2 separate regions of the Mus musculus genome follow, and region 2 is linked to region 1. Evidence: chromatin contacts called from public Hi-C data. All regions are on one chromosome and are shown on one strand. Each heading gives the region's core, a stretch centred on a gene start, on an enhancer-like site or on the middle of the called end of the contact. The rest is flanking DNA. Distances are from core to core; before and after follow the strand shown.

Region 1 (5,126 bases), core at 1,183-3,682:
GCTCACATCAGCCGTGTGTGGTTGATAAGAGTTAGATGAGCAGTCAGCTCTCCCGCTCAGGTCAGCTCTGCATGTAGCAGATATGAATGAAGTACTATGTGATGACGTAATGCTAGAGAGTGGCCACCCCTTGGAGCTAAGAAAAGCAGAGGCTCACAACAGCCAGGCAGAAACCTTGATGCTCCAACAGTGAAGATCATTGTGCTGTCTGGCTCTCCGACCAGAGGACATCTGACTGATTGCTGACCAGGCTGAATCAAGTTAAGGGGATCCAGAGGAAGAAGTTGCTCCCCCGAGCGAGGGACAGATTGGGAGCCTTGCCTGTGAGTCTCTCTGCCACTTACTTCTGAATCGGGTACCCCATGCGTGAGTTGTGGACTGAGGCTTGTCATTGGAGTGCTGAGCCTTGCCTATGAGCCTCTCTCTGCCATCTGCTTCTGAGTCACCATGCCAGTGTTGTGAACTGATGCTTGTCACTGTAGTGAATAAACCTTGAGGTCAAATGGTTATCTGGACTCTTTCCTTCCCAGCCTTAAGCTGGGCGTGACTAGCATGCTGACTCTCACATCTTAGCTCGGCACTCTCTGGTTACTCAAGGCAGGTACCCTCCCACACTGGCTGATACCCTTCCTTGACATATCATAGAGCAATAGATGGACTGTAGGCACGAGGATTCTCCTAACACTTTCAGAAATCACACACAGGCAGCTGGCCAAAGTATTTTCCCAGTGCCAAAAGACATGTATGCTTAACAAAGCTGAAAAGAAAACGTATAAGCCTGGAAATAGAGAACTGAAACCCGTTCTCCTCCGAGAGAGCCCTAAGCAATACCACGGGTTTGGGGGCACATGCTGAGTCAGTCTTTCTCTAGATAAAACGTTTCCTTTTTATTAACAGAAAGGAATAAACACACGGCAGCTGTTTACTCTGCCTTTGCCTTTTGCAGCACATCGGGCATGCCCCTCACTAATCCTGTCCCACGTGGTTCTCAGTGGCCTAAGAGAAACACTACTGGGACTTATTTACCTATCCACTAACTATCCTAGCCGGATTCTCCAGATTCTCACTATCCGAAGAGATTCGGTCCTGAATAGCACAGGGAGAGCTTTCAAGGTCTAGGAGCTTTGTTTCCATAACAACTAGCACCTAGAGGCTAGGGCGGGTCTACCAGAGCTTGGGTGGGTGTAGTGGAATCTCATATTTTCAGAATATCTGAGGTTTCCTTAATCATAGCCTTTCCCACTCTTCCTAGAGAAAAGTTTAAATAAAAAAATACAAAACACGGGAACAAGTCCAGTGTATAGCTACAGATTTCATACATAAACACGGTCAGAAAACAAATATCGATACCGACATGAATTCAAACAGTACTTAGGAGCAGCCACCTACTCTGTCATTCCGACGACTCTGAAAGCCTTCTAAAAGGGCTTAGGCACCCTTTTCTAAGGCAGCAGCACCCTAGCCCCAGGACCTCCCACGGTGTGCTGAGAGCTAGGGGTCCTTCCTATTCCCGCTCCCCTTCACTAAGTGCTGACACCACCCAGTCCTACCTCGCGGAGATCTGACCAACATCGCCTTTCACCCTCTGGTCCCATGATGATCCACACTCAAGTTCCTCATCCCCTAGCACTGTACAGACCTAGCCCAGCGACCGTGGTCCATCACTTTGCTGCCCCAAGTTCTCTTGCGACCCAGGTCGACCTATCCAGTCGGACCCAGTCTGAATCGTCCACCCGCGCCCACGGTGGCCCAGGACCTATACACCAAATGGAATGCTTCCTCCTCGGGTGGCCAAGCAAAGACTGCGCTGCTGCAGGCAGGTGTATACAGGGTGCCCTTCACGTCTCACCTGCATTCAGGTGAGCAGAAGGGGGGCGCCGCCTCTTGGTCCATCAGCTGCTTAGACTCGCTGTCCCAGGAGCTCCTGAGCCGTAGACACACCTCGTGACCGGAGCCAGATAGAATACCGGTCGCTGAGTGGCACTGGAGACTAGGGCCCCACGCCCATCTGTGTCCCCGCCTCAGCTGGGCACCCCGCTTTCAGGCCATCCCGCCCCTAGCACCGGAGAAATCACCCACGACAGTGTCGCGCGCTGAGCAAACACTATCCACTGCGCACGCGCACTGCTGAAGCCCTAAGCCTCGCCTCCCTAGGACGCTACCAAGGTAGACTCGGGGGGCACGAGTTGGGGTAGGATCATCCCATCCAGCGCCATGGGGGTGCCTGGAGCAGGCTACACAGTTCGCAGCGCGCTATGCTAGATTTGACTATCGTAGCTCAAGTTGGTGCTGGGACCTTAAGAGTGGTACGGAGGGATCAGTGGAGGAATTCCTCAACCCCCACCCCAACTGACCTTCCACGATCCTCTGTGTGGACCGTCCCCCAAGACCCTCCTACGTACACCCCTTCACTCCCTGTCCCTTCCCTCTTTCCTAAGTCCCTAAGGCCTCTGACGTCAGAGCGCAGAGGTGAAACGCAAGCGCACGCGTCTCCTGGTTGGTGCTGCCAGAGCTCCAGGCGACTGCATGGAGTCGAAAAACTTGCTCAGGCCGACAAAATGGACCGCACTGTGTCCCTTGCTACAGCAGCATTGTCTTCCAGGCGGTGGTAACCAGCTCCTGTCTGCACAAGTACAGTTCGGGCTTACGGTCCCTTAGGAAAAGGTGGCTGTGAGGCGTGTGCAGAGCTACCCTGTGCTCCTGCTAAGAGCCGAAGCTAATTCAGAGCCAGCATTATGAGAAGAGCAAAGACCTCCCGACCCATTCCATGTACCTACTAACCAAGCGGGGCTGGTAGGGTAGCGGTGAGAGGTGCGGAATCAGTCCCCTCTCTCTGAGCAGATAATCAGCACTTAGTACCCTCATCTACCTAGCATAGCAGGAAAACCAACCTGGCTCGGGATTCACGTCTGGCCTCAGCACTCCTTGTGCAATGTCTGCTAGTCAGGTGCTTGCAATTGCCTGGCCCTTATCTAGACAGGGCAATTGCCCACCCTACCCTGGATTGCAGACAGGTGGCCACATAACAGAGTCCTCCCTAGAGCCCTTTATCATACCATATCTTGATAATTAACAAGATAGCTGGTTTAAAAGACTAGAAGGAATAGCGTCCTGTACATACCCACCCTCCTGGTTCTGATATTGTCTCTGAACACCCAGGAATTGCAACATAGTTAACCAGGCCACCTGCAGAAATACCTTTGAGAAACATCACACAAGATGGATAGAATGGCTAATGAGCTGTGACTTCAGCCCTGTGCCCCTGTGACTTGTGATAAGGGTCCCTTTACAGCAAAGATTTTACACCGACGTTCAAGTTCTGTTATTTTCCTGAGGTTTCATCAATATTTGGTGCACCCCAGAGTCCATGGTTGGCACCTTAGTTTTTCCACTTGGCTGGTATGAGCAATAACATAGTTTCAAGACCACCCTAAGCTGCTTGAAACCCTGTGTCAAAATAACAAGAGAGATCTGGGTGTGTAAACAGCGTTTAGTAATACTGACCTTTGGCCAGGTGGAGATAGGAAGGTCAGGGGTTAAAGGTCATCTTCAGGGAAGGAGTTGATTTTAAGGTCAGCCTGGGTTAGACTGTTTACAAACACACCTTTCCTATCTGACCGCAGTTCCTGCATCATCACCTGCAAGTTTGCACCCCAGGCACTGTTTCCATCTGGCCAGCCTGGCTGGATGTCTCCTCTAAGCCCTCCTTAAGCCTCTCTTGTGTCAGGTTCCCACACCACACAGCTCACTCATCCATCCAGATGTTACAGTTGCCTGTCCCAGGCACTATGACCTCGACTGTTAGTCTCAGGCAGTTGCCCTCTGTTACTGTGTCATAGGCCGTTTGGAGAAGGCAAACTGGAATGACTTTAATGGAGGTGGGGGGGGGGGTTAATTTAACCCTCATTTCCTGGTAGCAAAATGTACTCATTGCGATATTTCATTGTTTCTTCAAGAAGACATCTCTTTCTACCATGCGAGTCCTGGGTATTAATGTTCAGTGTGGCATGCCCAGAAATACACACAAATAAAATAATAAACAGATTATTTTTTTCTTACAAGGCATTAGCAGGTAGACAATAAGAATTCTCTTGCCAGGTATTTGAAAGAGAGAAGGAGTGGGGGTGGGGTGGTATATGTGAGAGGAAGGGAGGGGAGAAATGATGTAATTATATTATCTCAAGAAAAAAAAGAAGGCATTTCTCCTATCTAATTCTTGCTTTTGGACTCAAATGTGGTGGAGTTCTCAAAGGGGTGTGTCTCTGGGTGAGATAGGGAGAGAGATTCCTAAACTTCAGTGCACGGAGTCATTTCCCAGAGATCAGTAGTATTCATGGGACCAGGAGGCACAGGCTCTTATATCTATCTAACTCATATGGTATGTTAACAGCAAGCTCCTCTTCTTCTCTTCTGTCCACTATGTGTGCAGTGTGCCCGGCCTTTGTCTTGTGGTGCAGGGTAATGCACACTGTCTCTAGGGAGAGACTGGCTATCAACCTGCACCTTACAGAGAAAATGCCCTTAAAAATGGATGGGTGAAGCAGGGCCTGGTGGCACATGTGTTTAATCCCAGCACTTGGGAGGCAGAGGCAGGCAGATCTCTGTGAGTTTGAGGCCAGCCTGATTTACAAAGAGAGTTCTAGGACAGCCAGGGCTGTTACACAGAGAAACAAAACAGAAGAAAAAGGTGTATGAGGCAGAAACAGAAAGGCAGGGGAGATCACAGAAAAAATTCAATGTAAAGATTGCTTTCAATATTCCTAGCAACACTCCTTTTTTAATAGAGATATTGCAAATAAGAATGATAAAATTGCAACGAGACACACTTGGGGGCCTAAGCGGGTTCAGCTTCGCCCTTCTCCCAGCCATAGACCTAGAGCGTTCTGAGCATTTCAGACAGGATTAGGAACTTTGTTCACGGTCACATGTCTTAACTCTCTGTGTCCTGTACAGACAAGGTTTCTTCCCTTCCTTGTGACCTGTGTTCTTACATGGTGGGGTTGTAATCCTGTTCACTGTTCCCCAAACCCCACAGTGCCAGTTCGTTTACTAGAAGGAAAGTAAGTTCTTAGCCTTGGCTATGTGCTGTGCTTTTTGTAAGTGCTTGACTCCTAACACCAGAGCTA
Region 2 (5,150 bases), core at 1,797-4,296, 53 kb before region 1:
CAATGCAGATATGGCTTTCTACTCAATGACCATTCTGCACAGCTCTAATTAACCCCCGGCCTACACTTCCAATCCAGCACCCCAAAGCAGATTTCTATCCCTTTTCTAACAGATGGAACTTTAAAGTGACTCTGCCCACACATGACCTTAACCTATTGGGATGTCAATGGCTCTTTGAGCTCCCTGCAGGTACCATTCCTGGTCCCATTCCTCTTGACCCAACCATGGGCAGCTGCACCTCAGCCCCACTTGGCCACATCAGAATAATCAGAGGACTGCAGACTGGGGGCAGGTGGGGCCCTCTAGACCCCAAAGCTTGCCTCCACGTTTGGAAGAAAAGACTAAATTCTGGGAGCTAGTTAAAGAGGCTCATCCAAGGCTCAACCAGGATGCTGGGCTCTCACTGTTCATGCTCCTAGGGCTTGCTCACATCTTTGGACCTGCCAACCACAATCATCCACACATTCCTAAGCTGGACCGAGCTGGACCTGTGCAGCATGCTACCCCACCTAGCAGAGAGCCCACGGCTCGCAGGAAAATCCCAGAACCAGCAAACTGTCTCGTGGATCTGCATCTGTCTTCTTACTGCCCTGCGGGGAACCAACCAGATGCTGGCCGAACAGTGGCGTGCCTCACGGGAAGGCAGCTCTTCAGAAAGCCTGGTGTCTAGATGCTGAAGAGTGGAGCCACTGCCTGCCCAGGGCTGGCTCCAAGAATCTCTAGCTCTTGTGAAATCCCATCTAACACACGAATAAGTCTCACGTTACCAAAGGATGGAGAGTCAGCAAAAGTTACTTGACAGTGCCCTTTTAAAACACATCTCAGAGGAGGAAGATATGCAAACCCAGTAGTTCTCAAACTTTTGGCCTAGGAGCCCCTTAAACTTCACAGTCATGTTCACTGGAGGTTTGGAGCTGGAAATGGAGCCCGATGAATGCCCTGATAGCTTTCTTTTGTATTTTATTAATCTATTGTGTTCAAGTTAAAATTGGTAACAATTTAAAATCTTATACTGATACATTCTTTTTTGCTTGTTTGGGTTTTGGTTTTTTGTTTTTTGTTTTTGTTTTTGTTTTTGTTTTTTTTTTGAGACAGGGTTTCTCTGTGTAGTCCTGGCTGTCCTGGAACTCACTCTGTAGACCAGGCTGGCCTCAAACTCAGAAATCCACCTGCCTCTGCCTCCCAAGTGCTGGGATTAAAGGCGTGCGTCACCACACCAGGCTCATATTGATACATTCTTAGAAGATAATCAGTCTATTGCACTTTATATTAAATAACACAATTATAAGAAGTGATTCTATTTTCCAAACCAAAAATCGATATTTATTTCGCATGTTTGGGAATCTCCCAGACACTGCTGATTCCACACTCCATCTGTGGGTGACGTCCCACATTGCAAGCGTCTGGAAGCTTCCTCCCTGCACTTGTGAGAGAACAAGTTCAGAGGTCATTAACGATGGCCCTGGAAATGCTCAGGTAGCCTGGGAGCCCTGGGCCAGGCTTTGAGAACCACTGTTCTGGCTGGGATGCACGGGGCGGGGCGTCAGTCCAACGCACCCTGCGGTCTGCTATGGACCACGTGCTCACTGCAGAGTGTAAGGAGGAGCCACACTACCTTCCGCTCCTGCCTCTGCTTTGCCTGCTGAATCTCCATGGCTCCCACCGTACTGGCCACCAAGCCTCTCATCTTTTCCTCACAGTGCGCCTTAAAGCGGGTTAGGTCATGAGAGAGCTGTAGCACAAAGAGATATGCTTTTTTCAGAATGGGCTCTGTGGGTCCCCAGAGGCTATCCTGCGTGAAGGATGTGGCGCCTTCTAGCTGGAGGCCACCACCTGCTCTGCTTGACCTGAAGTAAAACATGTGTGAGTAAGGCATGCAAGAAGGATGTGTGCTCCTTCCACCGGCAGGCAGGCTGCGTGTGCTCCAGGGAAGAGCAAAGTCAGTAGATGTACAGAATGATCTATGTAAGATCATTCACTTATATCTCCAGGAGACAAGAGCTGGCACACGCAAAATACACTTAAGGCTCTTCTGTGCCAGCATCCGAGGGGAAGAACCTGGCATTCAGGACCGCGCCGGAGTGCGGTTGCTCTAGGGAAGACACTGACTGGTGAGTTGGCTAGAGTGTGCCGAGCCACCCTTCCTACCCTTATCACCACCGGAAACACAGAGAGCCAGCCGCTTCTCCCCTGGGGGTAAGGTCTCACGTTAAACAGGACAAGAACACTTTCAATCATGTTCAATAGAAAGCTGGTACTTCTTTAACATACACATTCATCTGGAAAGCCTAATCTCCATGGACTTCTGTGTCACACGGGCCTACGGCACAGAGACCCCTCTCCACAGCCCCGGCCTCCAAGCGAGAGACATGGGCTCTGTACCCCTCAACACCACTCCACACTCATAGGCTGTTTCCCACCGACATCTCCAGTGCTTCTCCTAGCAACAAAAGGCTGCTGAGCCACTTGCCGTCCTCGCTGGCATTTCTGGAGGCTTGACCGTAACTGTGAGTCCACCTCAAGGGCGGCCAGAGCAGCCCCATTAGCACTGCCAGACTGGATGCCATCTGCCCAAGTCAATCAAACAAACAGGTCTCAAGTGTTTGCTGCCACACAGGGACCTAGGCGCCCCTGATGCTCCCCCTGCCCGGCTACTCTTTCACAACCTTGTTTTAGGTTGAGAGTATCTAATAGGGCTTTATGCAAACAATTATCACTTCATTATAAGCTCCCCTGGCTGCAACTGTAGGTCCATCCCTGGAGAGATCCCAGCTGTACTCCTGATCATTAAAAAGAAAAAACAAAAAAATATTCCTGGAGAAAGTCTGACCGAAAGCCCACCATGCTTCTGTCCTTGGGTCTGAAATAAGTCAGAGGAAATGACAGTTCTCAGGTGACAACTTGCAGAGCTACAGTGGCACAGAAACGTGGTCCCGCCCACAGCCTCGGGCTGCTGGAGTCTCTGGGGAAAGCAGGCAGATGAGGAAGGTGATAGTTAACTGTTACAAAGGCAGAACCAGGTCTTAGAGGAGGACCTCAGGTTGGCTACCTGCCAGCCTCACACAGGAAGTGCTCAGACACCACGTGACTGTACACAGTCAACCCTTACACCCTTCCATAGGAAGTGCCACCAACAGGAGGGTGTCACACGCAACAGATCCTTCTCCACCTGGCCATAGGGGACCCCAGCAACAAGACTATGTGACCCTGCCAGCCACAGAGAACCCCACATTCACCTCAGGCAGTTGTCAGGGCCAGGAGCGCCCCTCAGTAGGACACTCATCCTGAGGGCTTCCGTGTTCTTCCCTGGACTGTAACCTAAGACGTTTTATGCCCCTAAATTGAAGTTCTCTCCAGGGAACAATGATCCGGGTTGCTGCAGCCTCGCCGCTCACCGTCGCTCCTCTGACCTTGGTCTTCATCCAGCTCACAATGTAGTTGGTCATTGTCAGCAGTGCGGAGCAAAACAAAGCTGGGGCCTGCCTTATCCATAGGGCCTGGCCAGCTCGCTGTGCAGAAGGACTGCGGCTGCCAGACTGCAACAAGTTGGTGCCCAGTGATACTCGTTTTCCTTTTAAAGTTTGTCTTTGTGGAAAAGGGAGTCTTTCTCTGTAGCCCTAGCTGTCCTGATACAATACCGCAGGTGGTCAGTGATCTCCCGAATGCCCTCCTACTTCAATGTCCCAAGTGCTGGGATCACACTTGTGCCAACGTGCGTGGCTTTTACCATCTTAGATCCTGGATGGCGAGCCTGGTTAGTACTGCAGAAGTGACTTTATGAGGGTGTAACAGCTGGACCCTCCTGTGCTTACACATAGGAGACCACTTCGCTGGTACCCTATGCTCTCCAAACTACACTCGGATGTCTGGGGACTAGCCACGGAAGCGTGTGGCTCAGAACACATTTCCCAGTCCTGTTCCCAGGTAAACAGGAGAACACTCGTCCATCACAACAGACCAAGCACATACTTGCTTTTTATGACTGCTGCGCAGGAAGGACCTGGGAATTCCGTTCTTGCCCTCCGAGTCGCTTGGCTCCTCATAGCTTTCGAATTCGCTGGAACTCCACCCGTACTCTGGGGAGCTGTTTCCACCTTCTTCGCCGTTCTCCACATCATCATAAATCATTTCATCTGGGTGCACAGACCAAGGTGACAGCAAATTTAAGTTTGAGTTCATGAGCCTGCTGAGTTACCAGACAGAGGCTGCCCCAACACTGTTCAGGAACAACGTGGACGCTGCTAAGGGCTCTAGCTCCCCGGTGGACCCTCTTCCATGCGGGCAGTGACTGAAATCTGAAAGTGCCCTGGGGACCCAGCACAACTACAGCAAATAAGATGAAAATATACTAAACAATATGCTGGCCATTATAAACTTTCCACAAAGCGAGGCCTTTGTATATGAGTGTGCAAAGACTAGAGACACAGGCGAGAAGCAGGTAGAAAAGTGGCCCAGAGGTAGCAACTGATGGATGGGGGATCTAAGGATGATATGTCGCTCTCTAAGTAGTGAATAGCTCTGTAAGCCGGGACCCAAGGGAGGCCCACCTCTCCTACATCCTCCCCAGATGCTGAGCGGCCTGGGTATCACACTGGGGCAGGGCCTCTGCCTCTGAGTCAGGCAACTGATTCAGGGCCAGGTGATTCTCACAGGAGAACTGCAACCTCACTAAACTCTTTCCGCTTACTGATCTAGAGTTTTGACTGTTGTACAGACAGATGCTGCCGTTTCCTCTGCTGAATCAGCCTTTCCCTTCTCTGCTTCTGTCCCTATAAATGTTACCAGAGTCCACTTCTGCCACTTGTCAGAGCCCAGCTAGCCTTTGGTTTGTCCAGGCTCTCCTCTTCCTTCTGGGTTCTGTTTCCCACGTTTCCCTGGTCCAGGCACCCTCTCTGCCACCCTCTGATGCTGCTGCCCTCCAAGGCACTGACTGCTCTCACCACTTCTCAGGAAGTTTTGCACACAGGCCATTATCTCACTTTACTGCCGTCAATCTGTCCTGGGTGGTTTTAAGATTACTAAAGGCAAACTATGCTGTGATTTTTTTCAGTCCAATTTCATCTTTGACAGCGTTTTGAAGATAATAGTACAACTATTTTTTGTAAAGCGGTTTTAAATGTCTAAATAATTGTCATTCATTCATTCATTCA

The links. A called contact is a pair of places that touch in the nucleus more often than the background predicts.
Region 2: a contact with region 1 is called in a Hi-C map of regulatory T cells, with 1.8 times the contacts expected there. The contact joins the enhancer-like site here to the promoter of Cln8 in region 1. A contact is called at or near these places in 1 of 39 promoter capture datasets (macrophages), 5 of 484 Hi-C or Micro-C datasets (CD4 T cells, Th2 cells, cortical glia and 2 more), 3 of 115 datasets of contacts at active chromatin or transcription factors (embryonic stem cells and extraembryonic endoderm stem cells) and 3 of 9 other capture datasets (adipose tissue, liver and pancreatic islet).

Annotation. Positions count from the first base shown.
Region 1 is chr8:14,885,842-14,890,967 of GRCm38.p6, reverse strand. Cln8 (CLN8 transmembrane ER and ERGIC protein) reads right to left here and starts at 2,432. Exons shown (of 3, transcript NM_012000.3): 1 at 1,850-2,432.
Region 2 is chr8:14,939,192-14,944,341 of GRCm38.p6, reverse strand. It overlaps Arhgef10 (Rho guanine nucleotide exchange factor (GEF) 10), which reads right to left. Exons shown (of 29, transcript NM_172751.3): 8 at 3,970-4,133; 9 at 1,616-1,732. Among named protein-coding and RNA genes, the nearest start is that of Gm35285, 8.7 kb to the left of the region's middle. Within about 2 kb of position 3,046, at least 40 of the 459 cell types and tissues checked have an H3K27ac peak or open chromatin away from gene starts, as enhancers often do. A contact at or near this core is called in Th2 cells, double positive thymocytes, pancreatic islet and 1 more, where this site is marked.